2 separate regions of the Mus musculus genome follow, and region 1 is linked to region 2. The links are chromatin contacts, called in public Hi-C maps. All regions are on one chromosome and are shown on one strand. The core of a region is the stretch at or near the end of the contact, and the rest is flanking DNA. Distances in the headings are between cores, read along the strand shown.

Evidence for each region. Hi-C and Micro-C count contacts between places; a contact is called where the count stands out from the background.
Region 1: a contact with region 2 is called in a Hi-C map of pre-B cells, with 2.8 times the contacts expected there. The contact joins two enhancer-like sites. A contact is called at or near these places in 11 of 484 Hi-C or Micro-C datasets (bone marrow-derived macrophages, embryonic stem cells, morula and 1 more) and 3 of 115 datasets of contacts at active chromatin or transcription factors (the 230-238 cell line, acute myeloid leukemia and large pre-B cells).

Annotation. Positions count from the first base shown.
Region 1 is chr2:148,554,155-148,560,311 of GRCm38.p6, forward strand. The region is part of intron 1 of Gm46770 (a long non-coding RNA gene); the gene reads right to left. Among named protein-coding and RNA genes, the nearest start is that of Gm46770, 4.9 kb to the right of the region's middle. Within about 2 kb of position 4,412, at least 3 of the 459 cell types and tissues checked have an H3K27ac peak or open chromatin away from gene starts, as enhancers often do. A contact at or near this core is called in pre-B cells, where this site is marked.
Region 2 is chr2:148,374,592-148,381,175 of GRCm38.p6, forward strand. It overlaps Gm39957 (a long non-coding RNA gene), which reads right to left. Exons shown (of 3, transcript XR_866841.1): 3 at 1,739-2,564. Among named protein-coding and RNA genes, the nearest start is that of Gm39957, 14 kb to the right of the region's middle. Within about 2 kb of position 1,385, at least 37 of the 459 cell types and tissues checked have an H3K27ac peak or open chromatin away from gene starts, as enhancers often do. A contact at or near this core is called in pre-B cells, where this site is marked.

The sequences.
Region 1 (6,157 bases), core at 3,162-5,661, 180 kb after region 2:
AGCAATACATAACACAAAAGAATGCTAGGGTAGAGTTAGGGTAAAGTAGCTAACTCCTGTTTGCCTTCGAATCTGGCATAGGATTTTCAGGCAAATGACAGAACTTCCCCATACATATTTTCTTTAACTCTCCTAGAACTGTCACTTGTCCCACCTGTCATTTCTATAAATGCATGTGAGTTTCATACTGTTTGACATAACCTGAAGTGACCCCTACACATCCTTTAATGTTCAAAGACAACTGCCAATAATGTTTGGTACTTACTAGCTATACTTTGTTGTTGTTGTTACTATTATTATGGATCCTATTGTTGGCATCTGTATACCAATCCCTGAACTAAATTAGCTCACACACAGGCTCTTCATGCTCTGATGTTTGATCCCACAAGCCTGATTCTGTCCTTATGCCAGTAGGACAGTAACAGAGTCTAATATCTCTGACAGAGGTTTCCTAAGATATGCTGACTGATATTGTCCATCTTGTCATGCCACCATACAAAGAAGGTCTGCTGACACCATAGAGCATTTTCTAAGCCATTAGACTAATGGAAGAAGCTGTTGAAATGACAATCTGGGCAAAGAAGTATCTCCGGGACAAGTCCAACACACCATACAGTCTTGCACCCTCCTCCTCCATCGTTGCTCCTCAAAGACCCTAAGACCAGGGAATGCAGAACCTCTGACCAGCAGGAGACTGCAGTTACAGATCTAGAGCTAGGGTGATCATGGGGAAGGAGTGCTTTCCTCTTAACTGCTCCAGAAATTTTGATGACAGCTCAAATGCTACAAGCTCCTACTCCATAAGCTCAAGGTGAGCCAGATCTGCAGAAGGAGTCACCAGTGATGGAACTTTCAGCCCTTGAGGGGCGGGGCAGCTAGACTCTTCTATTTTCAGTTCAGCTGTAAGAGTGAACTGGAGTGACCCAGAGAATATTTTTGACATGCAAACCACTTAATCAAGGACCATCCCTTTCTAACTGGCTTGAGCCCATTCTACCTTCCTTCACCTCTGAGAATTCTATTATTTTCTGTTTTAAGCATTCTGGTGCCAATGGAAGACAGCTCAAGACAATCACTGTGCTCAAACAACAACCCCCACCCCAAAGTAGGCAACAGACCTACCATAAATTGCTGATACTGCCCTCTCTTTCCTTTTCCATGGAAACCAAAGTAAAAACTGTGGATCTGTCAGCTCTCTCCTCATTCCCATCTTTAGCCACCTGACCAAAACGTAGTAATTCCCCCTGCCATCCTATACAGAATGTGACAACCTCTTTCCAGGTCTGTGTATGAGTTGTAAGTACTGTTCTGTTTCTCTTGCATCTCCTCTTGGGGGCACATTACCTCCATCTTGTGAAACAGCACAAAACATTAACTGTTGAGCATTCAAATGGTATGAAGAATGGCCCCCCGAGCTCCTGAGCTGAACAGTTCATGGCCAGTTTCATGTAGAACTGAATCTGGCTATCTTTCTTAAGGGCCAATGGGAAGGGGCCTGTAATACACTGTACCCTAACCTTCTAATTCTTAGAATTTAATCTAAGAAAAGAGATAGTTCAACATAAATATGTATGCCCAATAACGGCATATCACTGTTTTATTTATAATTATACAAGTTTAGAATTTGGAACTATATCTAATGATAAGGGAAAAGAACCTCCTGTAACAACATACTAAACTGCTATTAAAACTGTGTTTGAAAGAAATGCTCTGTTCCATGGGCATGTATTTAATATATGATATCAAGCTATGTCTAAAGGTTGGACCACAATGTATTTTAAATAATTCTATTCAGTTTAGCTGCCTAAGTCTACATATAGTTCTAAGAAAATGCCCCAGTGGAAAAATCAACATTGAAAAATTAGTTGTATTTCTATCCATTTATAATGAGTAATATGAAAAGGTAATTTAGAGAACAATACCATTTATAAAAGTACCAAGAAAAAAAAACCTCATTAAAAATAAACATATCAAAAAGAGTGAAAGACATTTGTATTGAAAGCTGTAAAATATCAATAAAAGATATATTTTAATGGGGCTATGGAGATATCTTAGTCAATAAGTGTTTGTTGCATAAGCCCGAGGACCTGAGTTCTATGCCTGGTACCCATGTATAAAAGCCAGCCATGCTAGAAGGTGTTTATGATCCCAGGACTGTGTCGGGGGTGAGGGGATGCCTAGGACTTGTCTAGCCAACCTAGTGAGTTGGTAAGCACAAACCAATGAGACACCCTGTCTCACAAAGCAAGGGAGACCTGGAGAGATGGCTCAGTGGTTTTGAGCACTTGTTGTTTCTGCAGAGGACCCACACAGGATCGACTCCCTGCATCCACATGGCACCAGGGAATGCAATGACTCTTCTGTCCCTCATGCGCATTAAACACATGTGGTGCACATACATACATGCAGGAAAACACTCACACATAAAATAAAATTAATAAATCTAATTTTTCAAAAATTAAAGGTACCTCTCAAATACATGGCTTGCAAATATTTTCTTCCAATTAATGGGTTACTTTTCACTTTCTTCATATTGTTTTTGATGCCTGAAAAGTTTTAAGTTTGGGTCACCTTTAGCTTATGCACATTTTATTTTATTGCCTTGTACTTTGTTTTAATGTACAGTTGATTATAGTCACATTTGATTAGTCTCCTCCTACGTTTTCATATAGTTTTAGCTCTTACACTTAGGTGTCTGATCCATTCTGAATTAACTTTGTATATGGTATCGTGTGAGAGCTGAACTGCATTCTTTGGCATTTGAACATACAGGCTCCCTAAGACCCTTTTGGGGAGGTCTGTCTGTAATCGCATCAAATGGTCATGGTACCATTTTTGAAAATCAGTGGGCCACACATGAAAAGGCTTAAACCTGAAAGTCTTGATTCTATTCATCTTTATCTTTGTCTTCACACTATCCCCGCACTATTTTGATTACTATAACTTTATGGTAAGTTTTGAAGCAGGAAGATTTCCAACCTTGTTTCTCTTTTTCAAGATTCTTCTGGCTACTTGGAATCCATAGAAGTGAATATGAAGGTTTGAATGGAATTCTGTAACTTCTATAATAAAAATGTCATTGCTATACTTATAGATATTGAGTTAAATCTATTACATTGGGAGGAATTGACATCTTAATATTAACACCCATTCATGAATAGAAGGTTTTCTTTTGACCCAAGAATGGAGACTTTTCCATTATTTGTTCTCAATTTCTCTTTTTGTGTGTATTTATGTATATGTCTTTGAGTGTGTGTGTTAGTGTGTAGAGTAAGTCCATGCACATTGGTGCATGTGGAGGCCTGAACACAATCTTAAGATATCTGTATACACAAGAGGAGAGGGAAATATATAAATTACTATAGCCAAGCAGCAGAAACAAAGGACATGGGTAAATATTTCCCCCAAAACATTTACTAATTCAACAAAGAGGTCTAACCCTGTAGGGATGAATCTTTACTCTAGGCAGACCCATAGCCCCGTTCATTCATGTCCTTTCAGGGGCTTCTTTCCTGAGTCTTTGGCATTTTTTTCCTAATGTATAAACTCAGAAGAAACTCTGGATATTAAGGAGACCCTGTGCATATCTTTGGAAGTGCTTTCTCTATCTATGCAGATTTCTTCTTTTGGGAGTTCTGCCCTATACATTTTAGCCATCTGGCTTTCCTTGAACTCTCAGTTCAATCATTTAATTTGGAGGCTCAAGGAAGCTCTAGTCAGGACTCCCTTCCCCTTGTTCTGTGACCTGGAAACTCTCAAGGCAGAAGCATCATGGTCATTTCTTTCCTGTCCCTCGGGCTTTCTTATCCTCCCTTGCCGGCTCTCTGCTATATCTATTCTCTCTCTCTCCCTCCTCCCTCCTCCCTCCTCCCTCCTCCCTCCTCCCTCCTCCCCCCTCCTTCCTCTTCCCTCTCCCCTCCTCCCTCTCCCCTCTCTCTCCCCTCTCTCTCCCCTCTCTCTCCCCCTTCCTCTCTCCCCTCTCTCCCCCCCTCTCTTTTTCTTAAGATAGGATGTCATGGCCCTAACTGGCTTGAAATTTGCTATGTAGACCAGACTGGCCTCAAGTACACAAAGATCCATACACACAGCAAAGAGATTAAAGTCATACACTATCTCCCTCAACTTATCTGCTATCTGGAAAACCATTATTTATGTGTGCTTCTGTTAATTAATTTGCTTTGTTGTTTGTTGCTTGTTTTTAGGCTAAAATTGTCCCATTTGCCCAAAATTCAGCCCATCAGTCTATCTTATGAGTAAAAACAGTCTTTTCTAGGAAAATGATATCTTAAAAGAGGTGTGATCCCAAGCATGTAGCTGGATCACCCTATGAGAGGCCATTATATCACCCAGGGTACCCTCTTACATTGCCACATGAAAAACAATACCTCTTAATGCCAGTAGGAGGCAGTGCAATGCTCAGAAACCATGGTGAATGGATCACCCACACCTGTCCTCTCATAGAGGAAACTGCACAGCCTCATTGCCTCCTAAAATGAAGCAACCACTCAGTGTTATATTTTAGTGCTGAATGACAGGCACCAGCTAATCTTTGGAGACAACAGAATCTAGTCCTTTTTGCTTTTACAGAGGAAGAAATAAAATGTCAGTAAATGTCAAGGTCAACAGAAACTGGCATACCAGGAGATGAGACATTTCCATGGAGCCCTAGAGAGTGAAATGTGCCTGAATGGATGGTATAGGAGGCAAGAAAGTCAGAGAATTAGGAACAGAGAACCCCAGAATATTCTCCTGGAATGCCCATGCAAGCAGGTCATTTCCACACATTGAGAACATTTCATCTGAAAACTCACTGCTTTGATTCAAGTGTATCAATGTTCATATGAAGAAGCAAAATCTCCCCCAAAGCCTTGATTGAGGCCAGACAGAAAGTTCAGCACTGACCTGGGATCCCTGCCAAGAAAACCTGAGTCTTAGTGAGACCCTCTTGCATCTGAACCATTGAACATTCTGACAAGTGGGATAGAGATGCAAGGGAAGAGACTCTGGACTTCTGAGGTGACAAGACCATTTGATGTGATTAGAGACAGACATCTCAACAATGGTATTAGGACACCTGTATGTTCAAATGCAAAAGAATAAAGTTCAACCTTCATATGACACAAGACAATCCAGAGCACAATTTTGTCATGAAGTGCCAAGGAGTAAATGGGTGCATTATATATCTCTTTGATTGGTATATTGGAGTAAGGTGGCCAGCCCTAGCTTGTTGGGACTGATAGAGTCCAGGCTTGGATTCTATAACCACTCTAGTAACATCCACGGGCATAAGAATAGAAGAGAGAGGTCTGAGGTTCCTCGCAAAGCTTCTGGAATGCACGAAGCACCTTTTCCACTTCTTCTTTTCAGCCAAGAACTTTAATAACTTTGACAGTGCAGAGTCCAAAGGACAGGAGCCATGTGATTCCAGGTCACTCTGCAATTAACTCAGAAACCCATGGGAAGATGTTTGTTCTTGTGAATATACACTATTTCTGCAGTCCCAGGACTCAGCCCCAAGGTCGAAGTAAGCCCCTGATTGCATGGCTACTGATGAACAGATTAATATTTTACTTTGTTTGTATTTGTTGGCAAGAAACCTGCAGCCATGTAGCTCCCAACTGGACTGCAGGGAAACACAACAATGATCTGTTCATTTCTTTTTAATTCATAATCTATGTCAAATCTGCTTACTTTAATTTCTATAGACTTTCTTTTGCAAAGCAAGTTTAGGTTCACTGAAAAATTGAGCAGAATCATTTTTAAAATATAAAGCACATTGGAATTAATGCCTCAACACTAGGCCCAGTGAAAAAAAGGACCAAACATGCAATCCAGTCAGCTATGTCTTATTCCCCCTGCAGCTCAATAAACATGGGGTGATGGTACCAGGCTAGGGAGGACTGGTGCTCAGCTATCATGAATACAACAGGGTATATGGCCTGTCAAACTTCCAGTGTTCAAAATATTGCCACTACGGACCAACTTGAGGATAGGGGATTTGGACTCTGGCACAACCACCCTGTGGCAGAGACCACTAAAACCTATTATGAATAAATGGTGAAGGGCCTCTGCCTTGCACTGTAGCCATGTGAGTTGTCTAAAGAGTCAGGTGTACTTGTGGCTGAAGCGGCCTTCCTTTGGTCAGAACATTTGGGTT
Region 2 (6,584 bases), core at 135-2,634:
ACCTATATCCTCCGTCTTTTTGTTTAAATTACTTTTTTACTTAGGGACAAGAAATTCTCATTCTGTCCAGGTTGGTCTTGAACTTGGTATCACAATCAATCCAAACTTATGATCCTTCTACCCCAACCAGTAGCTGGGATTTCAGGTCCATACTCCGAAGCCCAGTAAGAAAATCTGAATTTATTAAACGTATAATATCTTGCTCAAAACTGTAAAATGACTCAGTTGGCTGCCATTCACATTGCCCTCATTACACCTCTGCACCACAAACTTCTTTCTAGCAGGTCTCTTAGAGAACCTGAGAAACTAAGACACCCACGGTCACATTAAAAGCTTGGAGCTGTTCTCCTCTCTAACACTCATTTGATGATTGACTACTTTATGCTCACACTGGTGGACAGAACAATGACCACCAAGCTTCCTGCTGTAAGAGTCAAGGTCTGTAAGTACGCAAACATGCCGTGTTGAGTCATCTTAACTCAAGGAGCAGAAGGTAGGTCTAGCCTCAGCTGAGAGGTGACAAAGCTTTTCGATTAAGTGGTTGCTTGTACAGCAACAGGAAATGGCAGTTGGAAGTAGCGTGTAGGTGTAAGCTTAAGAAAATGAAGTATGTGGTGTAATATATGCAAAGGTCCTGTGGTGGGAGAGGGCTGGCTTAGCTTGGCTAGGATATCACTCAATTGTTTGGGGAGCTTAGGATACAGTGATCAAAGGTTCCAAAAGACAACGCAGTGAACAAGGTTGTGCGGGTCCAGGTAACAGAGCCTTGAGAGGCCCCACAGATTCTTGGCCCAATAGAGAGACAAATAACAAATATCTTGTTTTCAGTCTTCAGTTTTAAGTTATCTGGAGTTAAGGCAAGTTCTTTCACCAGCAACAGACAACTTTGAGAAGGTACCCTTCATGGGTCCTTGCCCACAGACCACCAGGGGGCAGCACGTTATCATGGCCAGAGCTGTTGAGGTAGGGGCTCCATGAAGACAACAGTGTTGCCAAATCTGGGAAGAGCAAAGACAGACAGTGTCTACTGAGATGCCTGTGCTTGGTTGCTTCAGAACCCAAAGTCAGTCTAAATGTGAGGCTCTGTTACCCAGACTGGAGCCTGTCCTCAGCAGTTTATCTGACAGTTCATCCTATAATGAACCCTAGATGTTGCCCTTGGGCTCTCTATCCAGGCCTCACACATGTAGCCACCAAAACAACTCCAAACCTGCTAAAAATAGCTTCTGAAAGAGAAACCGCCCAAGCCACCGACCACACTGGTACAACAGAGGCACTATGAGACCCTGAACGGACATCACAAAAGCCAGGGGGCAACCAGTCCAATTGGATGAACTATCCAGCCAAGTCTCCTGTTTCAGTCTCACCGGCAGAAGAGGAAGTGATACTTCACAGGCCATGTTCCTCGCTGGAACACCTCTTCGGTTAAATCGCTGCCATGGGAGCTGGGGACTTTACTCAGCAGCAGAGCATGTGCCTAGCATTCAGGATCTGATACCTTGGTTGGGGTCTGAAATCTGGTGCTGAAAAATAAAATCTGTAAGTGTGCCGGGATTTCAGTTCACATTTCTTTCTCTCTCTCTCTCTCTCTCTCTCTCTCTCTCTCTCTCTCTCTCTCTCTCTCTCTCTCTCTCTCTCTTTCTCTCTCTTTCTCTCTCTCTTTCTCTCTCTCTCTCTCTCTCTCTATGTCTCTATGTCTCTGTCTGTCTCTCTGTCTCTGTCTCTGTCTCTCTGTCTCTGTCTCTGTCTCTCTCTCTCTCTCTCTCTCTCTCTCTCTCTCTCTCTCTCTCTCTCAGTACATTGAGTTAATGGACAGCCTTTTATCTCCACTATCCCCATACCCCATCAAGCTACTGGCTTTACCCAAAGAAAGATATGGTCAACTGCTAAGTGTTCTTCCAAAAGTAATGTGAGGAGAATTCAGCCTCACCAAAACAAACAAACAAACAAACAAAAAACCTTCATAACCACAGACATCCGAATGGCTTTTATTTGTGTGTGCTCAGCTGCTAGAGTTCAGTCTAGATAAAATTGAATGTCTGTTTTATCCTATATTGCTTTACTATCTGCCTGATTTTCTGAGTGCCTCCCATTATACTAAGTACTTTGTTCCAGACATTGTATTATTGCTAAAAATTCTATCTCTTATATATATATTTTTTATTTCTCCACTAGAAATTCTGCATTTTAAACTATGAGCATATTTTCCTTTACAATGTGGAGTATAGTCTCAGTAAGACTTCAGCATCCACAACTGTAATTCCAGTGCAGGAACTGGCATTGTGCTCTCAGATGTCATTTTCCTTGTTCTCTGTGTATTGAGAATTTGCTACTGTGTCCAGAGCAGGGGAGAAGTCAATCACAGTCTTTGAAGAGTGCTAATGTTCTTTGTTTTAAAATGATAGTGATCTGGGGATGCTTGCCACCCTCACAACTGTGTGCAGCTCCGAGATCTGGCAGAGAGGTAGCAAGGCTTACACACAGAACCAGGACCCCGTTTTCCAAAATGTCTTCTCAGATTGTACCTTTCAGTCACTCTGAACTTTGGCATCTGGTTTTTCAACCTAGGGAGAAAGCAAATCATGACATGGAGTTTTATCCTTCTGATGGCACAGGCCAGGCCTTCCCTATCTCCCCACATTTTCCCGAAGATGAAGCATAACTCCGAAAGGACAAGTTATGGATGCAAGGTTAAAGCAATAGCTGGTAAATGTTTCATCCTAAAATCATACCTAGGCCAGTTCCATACATTTTTTTAGGCTGGGGCACAATTCTCAGCTGGAATCATTACCCTAGTGTGGTCTTGAGACAGCCATTGTAAGCCTGTTCTGTGCATCAGAGAGCTGCAAACAAAAGGCTGGTGCTCAGAGAGGACCAAAGACCTCTTGGACCATGTTGCTGAGGCTCCTACTCTTCAATTTAACTGGAAAGCAAAGAATTCATGGCAGTGCTGAATGACCGGACAACCCACGGTTTTAAGGTTTGTATCATAGTGGGACAGAACACTCCACAGAGCACCTAGAACAAAACAACCCCCCTTGACTAGCAAGCTGCTAACTCACAGCAGGGCACAGAGGCCTCCTCTATCTCCCTGGTCAGAGTGAGCCCCTTTCTTCAACTTGGAGCCCAGCACAGGGGCAGACAGGAGCATTGGCTGTACAGGAGTCCCTAACAGGCTTACATGTCAATTTCACCAGGCAAGGAAAAGAAAGCCAGGACCAGGGTTGGGGAACAGCCATACTGGGGAAGTTCCTGAAGCCTCCTAGCTTTGGTCAAGAAATGATTCTACTTTTTTGGAAAATCACATAATCCAAGTTTTCTGGGAGATTGCTGCATAATGTGTAACTAGTGTAGTGGTTGAAACTACGAACCCCAGTTTTCTGAGTTCCAAGTCCATCACACTGTTCAACTGTATGGTCTTGAAAGAATCACTTCACTGCTGAGTGCCTGTGTTTCCTTGCCTGGAAGATGAGGATTATAATAACACCCACCACTGCAGGAAGAAGGCGTTGGGCAATTAACTAAGTTACAATTGGAGTCTATTTAGAACACTATCTGATGTAGAAGCCATGGAGGCCATGTGTTAGCCTCTCATTGTATCAGCACTGCCTCTAATGCTATACATACTTCTGATGCTACTTCTTCCTACTGCTCTCTTACTGTAGATGTCACTGTCACTAGATTGGATGCTGCTATTAGCACAATTATTCTGCTGTGGCTGCTATGCACTACCTCTACTGCAGTGCTCTTGTCATGCCTACTGCTGCTCCTACTATTGCCTCTGTTACACAAATTAAGACCTAAAAGGCTAATATTTGGAAAATGAGAGTTGTTAGGTAGGACATGGGTTTGTTCAAGGGCCCGCAATATTCAAAAGAGGGACAGGGAGAATGTCTTCACAGACCACATTCAGAAGGCTCACTGTAGCAAAGGGCTCTTATAGGGAGGAAAAGAGGAAAACTACCCAGGGATTCTCACTCAGTGAATGTCTCCTTTCTTTTTCTCTGTCCCAAGCAAGGTACAGGCGCTAGATATACACTAATGGTAAGGTAGGTGATTTGTGTTAGTTGACATAACTAAAGTCAAAGGAAGGTCATTACAAAGACAATTAGAGGTTCTGGGCTCTGAAAATCTAAAGTTGTCATCTTCTTCACCTTCTTCACTGCTTGGGCATGGCTTCTCTGTGGAATTTGAAATGCTAGAGGTAGCCTTCCAAAGGATGAAGAAGGGAAGGGGAAATGAAGGATGCTTTCCCAAGCTTCCAATCAACCAAGTCAAATCTGACTCAACAGAGTCTTAGATTACCTCATCTAAGTTCAGGATTCCCAGTTGAACTTTAACATTAGACAAATAAGTGACTCTTCAGTTTTAGTATGTCCTGTGGGTAGAGGGTGATTACCCTCTGGAAAACGAGAGACTTGCATGCATTTCCTAAAGCCTTAGTCATTGTATATTGTGAAATGTAAACCTGATATGGTGTATAGGTCCACTGGAAGCCTCTGTGGCCTATGAATGCTAATACACTCTCTGTTTGTCCCTGTCCTGGCACTCTGGGCTGCTACCACCCCTGGAAGGAGGCTATGCTTGTGAGTCCTGTCTGTCTAAGGGAAGCCTTGAGGCTAGGTTGACTAAAAGTTGGCTAGGAGGACTCTGGTTCATCTAGAACTACAGGACAGCAGAAGGGAAGAGGAGTGACAATAATAGAGCACTAGACAGGAAGAAGACACTTAATAGAAGAGTAGTTTCAATGTGACCCTGGGATCCTCGGGAGCACAAATGGCATCAGAATAGGTCACTCAAAAATGTCTAATAGTTACCAAAGGAGGCCTGTTTTTCCAGTTGTCAAAGTTTCCCAATAAGAGTTTATTTACAAGGCAGCCAAGCATGATGAGGCAAAATCCTAAGTCCCAATTTCACCTTCCTGAGGATAGGGTTTAGGGTGATTTGTAAAGGAACCACACAGGGTGGAATGAGGCTTGAAAAATAAGGGGAAGTGATGTCATTATGGCCCTTGAATGCATAGTCAAGCTGCATGGCTTTTAATGAGATGGTGAGGAGATACAGGATGCTCTGAGGGTGACGTTTGAGCCCTCTGACCTCACAGGTCATAATATCCATGTCTATAAGTCCCATATGAATGGGATGAAGTTTTGGCAACTTACAAGTTCCTAGGAAACAACTTGAGGAACTGTGACCATCTTGACTTGGCAGGTGTTATGAATAGTATGTTGGAAGTCTGTTGATTAGAGGGCAAATTTCAAAACTGATGATAAAGACAAAACAAAGCAAAACCAAAAATCCTAGAAATGAGCAAAGGTGAAAGTCTACCCAGGTTTCCCCCTGGCTTCAAGGTGTGACAGTGGAGAGCCTCCCATTGCCCTTTAAAACAGAACAGGGTGTTGTAGCTGAACAGCAAGCTCTTCTGAAGGCATTTCCTCTGGCTCACTACATATTGTTTGGAAGAAAGCCCTAGCAGTGATCTGCCCATCTGATGTCCTCGGAAGCCCTCTGGATTCACCCAGAGATTTCAGGACACTGCCCAGTCTGTATGTTCAGAATTGTTTCATTGTATTTGGCTCTGCACAATCTGTACATGTCATTTTAGCAACTACAGCCATAGAAGAGGAAGATCATTAGAATAACACCCATTATCAAGTACTTGGTGTCTACAAAGTATTATCCAGATCTATACCCAGTAACAATACCAAGAAGCTGAGAAAAGATAGCTATCTTCATGATGAAGTGCAAACTCTTGGCAGGACAGGAGCCAGAAAGGAAGGGAACTTGGTGCCTCCCCAGCATCCCACTGCTTTACCCATGGCATCAAAGGAGAAAGTGTAATTGTTCTGTAAGAAACAGACTAGTTCTAGCTGTAAAATAGACACTGTGGATAGATTGAAGTCCATAAAAAAGGGCATCCAAGATGGTATGCAAGGGGGCAATAGCTACCAGCAGACTCCTGGAGAGTTGAATAAATAAAGAGGTTTCTCCCACTTTCTGAGAACAGTTTATCATTTATAGTCATGGATTCTGAATCCTCAGCTTTAACAAAACATGGGTGGGAAGTATCTAGGAAAAATACCCTCGTGGTAAATATGCACAGACTTTGACTTTGTCCTTATCAAATTTCCCTAAACAATATAATAACTGTTTATAGCATTTGCATTGTGTTAAGTGTTGTAAGCACCCTCCTTATGTTTCTTGACTTTGATAGTTTAGCTTCTTTGTTCACATGTTTGTCTCACAATAGGATCTTGATATGCAGCCTTAAACTCACAATCCCCTGCCTCTACCTCCCAAGTGGTGGTTTCACAAGCAATGTGCCACCATGTATGGCTTGATTTTGATATTTTTAGAGTATTGTTTACTAATTTTGTATGGCATCTGTTGGCATAAATGTTTTTCAACCTTCTTTTAATAAGGGTCTGTCATCTCCTCTAGCCCATTACCCAGCAGAGGTAGTGAAAGAGAACAAATCTTGGGATATGGGAAGTGAACCTGTTCAGCAATAGTTCTTTGGGGGCAAGTTCAATTTTCTTTGGCAGCAGTTCAGTCTCATAGCAAACACCAAATAAGACTCAGCA